Linked DNA regions of Mus musculus: region 2 is linked to region 1. A link is a contact called in public HiChIP or PLAC-seq data. All regions are on one chromosome and are shown on one strand. Each heading gives the region's core, a stretch centred on a gene start, on an enhancer-like site or on the middle of the called end of the contact. The rest is flanking DNA. Distances are from core to core; before and after follow the strand shown. Region 1 overlaps Tox3 (TOX high mobility group box family member 3). Region 2 overlaps Gm39220 (a long non-coding RNA gene).

The links. HiChIP or PLAC-seq counts read pairs in DNA pulled down with a chosen protein or histone mark.
Region 2: a contact with region 1 is called in an H3K4me3 HiChIP or PLAC-seq map of embryonic basal ganglia, with 2.5 times the contacts expected there. The contact joins two enhancer-like sites. A contact is called at or near these places in 1 of 115 datasets of contacts at active chromatin or transcription factors (embryonic basal ganglia) and 1 of 9 other capture datasets (embryonic stem cells).

Annotation. Positions count from the first base shown.
Region 1 is chr8:90,253,287-90,256,191 of GRCm38.p6, reverse strand. It overlaps Tox3 (TOX high mobility group box family member 3), which reads left to right. Exons shown (of 7, transcript NM_172913.3): 5 at 1,690-1,917. Among named protein-coding and RNA genes, the nearest start is that of Tox3, 94 kb to the left of the region's middle. Within about 2 kb of position 1,306, at least 20 of the 459 cell types and tissues checked have an H3K27ac peak or open chromatin away from gene starts, as enhancers often do. A contact at or near this core is called in embryonic basal ganglia, where this site is marked.
Region 2 is chr8:90,519,113-90,521,894 of GRCm38.p6, reverse strand. It overlaps Gm39220 (a long non-coding RNA gene), which reads left to right. Exons shown (of 3, transcript XR_879076.1): 3 at 697-1,072. Among named protein-coding and RNA genes, the nearest start is that of Gm39220, 15 kb to the left of the region's middle. Within about 2 kb of position 1,489, at least 36 of the 459 cell types and tissues checked have an H3K27ac peak or open chromatin away from gene starts, as enhancers often do. A contact at or near this core is called in embryonic basal ganglia, where this site is marked.

The DNA of each region.
Region 1 (2,905 bases), core at 57-2,556:
GGCTATGGGGTCTACAGAATTACCAAATTAACTGTGTGAGTTCTAAAGTCTGGTCTTTGAGAAGGAAGGGAAGCGAAGTCCATTTGTATGCTTTGTAGATGTGGCTGCCACTCCAAACAGTACAAACTCGAAGGCATCCAGTGCTTGTCAAAGATTAAAGTATGTAGTGTTCTCCAGGAAAGGGTGTTCCTCCCTAAGAATTTTTAGCAATTGAATTAAATTCCAATTTCTGCTCATTTAGAAAGTTTTAAAACTCCAGTAATATTTGAATTAAGGTTCAAGTTCATAAAAATCCAAATTGATCCAAATTTGAATCAATAGTTGTTCATCAGGTCCAAATCTGGCTTTTAAAGCGATATGTTCTCAAACACTGGGGGATTCTTGATAAAGATAACCACAGACCAAAAAAAAAAAAAAAAAAAAAAACTTCAGTGTACTTGCACTGTAACTAGGTCAGAGAAAGCAGAGGTGGTGAGTCATTTGCCTTCCCTCTTGTATGGGTATTTCTATGATATCGCCAGTAACGCTCAGGTGATGAAGTCTATAGAGAAGACCTGGTTGGTGATCAGGAGCACTTGCTGGTCTTGCAGAGGACTGAGGTTTGGTTCCCAGCACCCACATGGCTGCTCACAACCTTCTGTAACTCCAGTTCCAGAGGATCCAATGCCCTCTTCTGAGTTCCATGTGCAGTGCATACATGTGGTGTATAAGCATACATGCTGACAAAATACACATACATATAAAATAAAAATAAACAGTTAATAAATAGCAGGCAACAGCAGCACGTGAATAGGAAGCTTGGCTGTGTATAGATTTGGATCTCTACCTATTACATATGTAAGACTTGAGAGTCTGCACTTTGACCCTGTCTCTGTGCAGTGCTGTGCATTCAGGCTTACTTACCTTGTGTAATGAACAGCTTTCTCTTAGCTTTCCTGTTAGTCTCGGTGGTTTTAAGTAGCAACTTGTGTTCTTTTACAGGCTATTAATGTTACGATGAGTATTCATTTCTTTTCTATCTCTAGTTAAAGTGGTTTTGACATTTTTATATTTCTCGTTATCGTGTCCTTTAGAAAGTTATTATTTTAGAAAATAAAGATGACCTTTCCTTTATTGTGCAAGTGTAGTGATTACAGCTAATTTCTATTTGCACTTCCAGAGGCTCATTAGCACAGCAACCTTCTTGTAAAAGAGGGAAAAAAAAATCAGCCACACAAAAATCAATTCTGACCAGTCATACAGATGGCATGTAGCTATGGCAGGGGGCCTTGTTTAAAATATGCTAATATGATCTACATCCAAAATGTTATTAGGTTTTCCTCCTAAACCACCTCACTGTGAACTGTCTTGCTCTCATGTGTGTGTGTGTGTGTGTGTGTGTGTGTGTGTAGCATAGATAGCGTGGTTTGGTACAGAGTGTTCGGGCTTTCATTACTCATAATTGCCATGGAAAGCATATGTTGCGAATATATTGAAGCTACTTCCTGGTCTCATTAATCAGTGTTCTAAATGCTAATCTCTGCTGTCCAGTTAACTCTGAGCAAGTGAGCCCCTCCCCCGCTTTTGGTGGTAATTCATCTGTTGACGATGCTGAACAAAACCTTCAAAGAGCAACTGTGGCTTGGGGTAGGTCTTGCTGCATTTTCTGCAAGTTCATTCTAGGCAGTGAATTTTCTTCCTGCTTTGCAGGCCATTGGAGAGAAAAGAACAGCCCCAGATTCTGGCAAGAAGCCCAAGACTCCAAAGAAAAAGAAAAAGAAAGATCCCAACGAGCCTCAGAAGCCAGTGTCAGCATATGCCCTGTTTTTCAGAGATACACAGGCTGCAATTAAGGGTCAAAACCCCAACGCAACCTTCGGAGAAGTCTCGAAAATCGTAGCATCTATGTGGGACAGCCTTGGGGAGGAGCAAAAGCAGGTAGGACAAGCCTCTGCCATGGGCATCATTTAAAAAGCTACCGGAATATTCCTTACATCTACTATGATTGCTTCTTAAGAAAGCCCATCTAAGCTATGGAATTAACACACACACAAATAAATCCAAACAACTCTACTTGTATCGATTTTTTAGTCAAGTTAAGGGTACATGTTCAGAATCCATTCACAGGAGACTTGGGAGAAATCCGGCCAGCGGCCTGCAAGCATAAACTTTTGATGATAATCTTTTCATTTTAAATAATGCGGAATTTTCACCCTTTGTTCAGAAAGGACCCTACAAAGGGATTAGGTCCGTCCTGCTTGCTTTTCCATTGATCATCTTTCTGAACTCCTGCGCTATCCTGGTGCGTTTCCAAACTTTGAAGCTGCCTCTGCGTGTCTCATTATTGTCACTGGGCATTTGAAATTTTATTCCAAGTTCATTTGAAAGCTAGGTAGTGTGAGAGGTATTCAGAGATTCGCCATGCTGGTGGGAGATACTTCCTCAGGGGCCTGCTCCCTCTTCAACTACTCAGCACAAATGAAGAGAAGAGTAGGGGCCCTTTGGGGTTGGTTCTCCCTGCTTGCATAAAACTCCAATTACCTTCAACGGGAGTTTTATATATCTATGGGAGAACAGACCCCTATCCGTGATGAAACAGAATGGTGGCTTCAGAAGGGGGGCATGCAGAATGCACATCATGAACTCGGTCCCTCGGTTTGTTCAATGGAATGGTGCAACTATTGAATGTGCCTGTTGGCTTTCCATGAAGCTTATTACCATACACCCCACACGGATGTATGTTCCCAAATGGAACTCTAAGGAGCTAGGAAAATACTGCCCCAGACTTAACAGATTCTGAAGAGGCAGAGGTTTTCTTTGTTCTAACAGCCAGCCATTAGACTCTTTAAGAAAAATGGAGGCCAGATCTTATGTAATGCACCAGTCCTTATGCAAGCCCTTGATCTCAGTATGGCTCTCTCCAGGC
Region 2 (2,782 bases), core at 240-2,739, 270 kb before region 1:
TCTAGAAAGACTTAAGATGTGGAAGTTTTAAGTCACCTTTTCACTGGGGCTTCTCACTCTTTATTTAAGGGATTGAAGTAAATGAGAGGACTCCCCACTCCATCTCCCACCCCCACCCCAACCCCAGCCATTTCACCCAGAGCAGGAAGTTTCTTTCAAATAATCCTCACAAGAGGACATCTTGGAAGATCTCCAAGTGCTCTGACCGCCTTAGCTCTGGCGAGCATCAGGACGAACGTTTGCTCAGATCTCTTGTCCTTACGGTTCCCTGTTCTTATTTTATCCTCAGGATGAATCAGATATTCATAGATGACTCAACACAGGCGCTTTGGAAAAGATTCGCAGTCAGCCTTCTCCTTTACCGTCAGGACACCAGAGTCCAAAGGCTTGGTATCCAGGGTATCCAGGCTTCCATAGCCAGCCACACCTGCTGGAATCTTAAGCAGGAAATTAAAAAAAAATTCAACAAAAATAAAGTACCCAAAATTTGCAGTGAGTGATAATTGTAGAAAATATAGCAAAAGCAAGCAAGGGATCTCTTATGTGTATATAGCTAATATAATGATTCAGGTACATGATGCATTCATATATATGCATATGTACAAATCTGCCTGTGCGTGCTTCTTCCTTCTAGCTCAAGCACACCTTTGAATCTGCCATCAAACTCCTTTATCTTCTGTTTGCCATTTGTTCTAGCCCTTCTGCTGTCCTTCTACTCTGGTATAGAAGCTGAAGGACCTGATTCCTAAGTTGATGTGTCTGGTACCGTGTGTCCCATTGAAGCAGTATGCAGTCAGAAAAGACGTTTGTCTTCGAGGTGAACGGAAGGAATGTGGGACACAGATACTAAGTAAGACCCAGATTTCTGACTGGTCAGCAAGGACGTACACACAGCCAGCAGGCAAGAATGGAAACCTGCAACCAACAGCTCTTAGAAGCGCAAGAACTGAGCAACAGGAAGCCTTTGGAGAGGTGGTCTACTGTTACGGAAGATGTCGTGGAAGGCCAGTGCCCTCAGGCCTGCATATGGCTGTCCTTTAGCTTGCACACGATGTTGCCTTCAGATGTCTCACACCTCCACTTTTAAATGTTCATAAAAATGTTTTAGAGCTGATCAATCATGCCTCAAAAGAACCCTGAATTTGTTTAGAAGCAAAATGTAAAACATATTAAATGCAAGAGCCCTGAAGTTCCAGAAGGTGCCCTGTGTCTCTAAAACATAATTCATGTGCCAAGTAAAAAGTACCGTTTGAGAAGTGTCATATAGGGATGCTAAAAAGGCAGCCTGGTCCAAAGCCCATTGTTTTCTAAAGATCTTAAAGTTCCTTTTCAAAAAAAATGATGGAGAATCACCTTCTTTTGTCTTATTGGTAGCCACTTGGGCAGAAGCGTGCCCTGGCCCTTGGAATGGAGGAGAGCTGTGTTTTCTTATGCAAATAGACAGTGCCTCCATCAGCCAATTGCGGGCATCTCATTTGCATAATGACTGGCCTCCTTAAAGCTGGGCAGTTAAACCAGATAGTTTTTGAATTTCTTTTGTGGAATGGCTGCCTCTGTACTTAATGCTGCGAACTGAGGGGAGGTGAGGGAGGGTAGTGACTAAGCAGTCTCTTTAAATACTGCCTCTGTAATCATCTGTGGAATTAAGCTGCAGAAGTGCACTGACTCATTAGAAATGGAATTATGAGAATTTTTATTAACGGCAGCTCCAGACTCAACACAAAATACTCACTAGAGTCATTGTTGTTAGGAAAGGGCATTCTTTTTTTTTTTTTTTTTTTTTTTAAGAAAATAAATATGTATTCACTGTCTGCTTTGGACATATGTGAGGGAGACAAAGCAAGACAAAAGACCAGCTTTTATTTTTAAGGAGGAAAAACAAAATTTTGAAATGTAATTCTGCTCTGACTTCGGAGGGAATTCCGATGCCAGGCATTTTGTGTGTAAAGGGATTATATGTCACCTATGTGAAATGAAGCACGAAACCAACCAAAGAGCTATGAATGTCCTAAGTGCAGAAAATAATATATAATTTATGATACTTTAAATCTCATTAAAAACACTAGCTTTTGGAGCTTCCTAGCAACCAAGCCTCAGGAGTCCCTCTGTAAAGAGGTTGGCTCTCCCTAAGCTCCAGGTCCAAAGCTGTAATAAATGAAGCCCATATGGTGAGAACACGCCGGTTCCCCGTGTGAAAACCATTTGCTCGGGTGTTCTCGATAGCCTCACATGATAGCTTATAATTTGCTAATCCAATATAATAAACATGAAAGCACTTTGTTAAACTAATGTTCAGGGTCTGAATTAAGCCAGTCAAGGCCAGAGAGTTAGAGAAAACATTCAGAGATCCCTAATTGCTGCCTTGACTCTGGAGGGAGCAGAGTGAGTTCCAGCAACAGGGACTGGGGAAGATACCTGCATCTGCCTGTCACTTCACATTCATAACAACCGTGATAGTCAGCAGAGAGTGTTTTTCTGTGCCCATTTGTCAGATGAACATACTGAGGTTCAGGAAGAGAAGTGGCTGCTGTGGAACTTAGTCTGGGTTGGGCGAGGGGTCCTGAAGAACTTCCTTTGTGTCTTGTGCTAATCCCTAATAAGGTTTCTAACATCACTTAAGCACACGGTCAACCGGTCAACCTGACCAATCAAGCAGGGAAGGATATTTGTAGCAGAGTATTTGTTCAGTGTATGCAAGGCTCTGATCTTCATCATTATTGCAACAACAACAATTACAGAAAAGGCCAAGTCAGCAAGTTTTTCTAATAAGCAAAAAATAAAC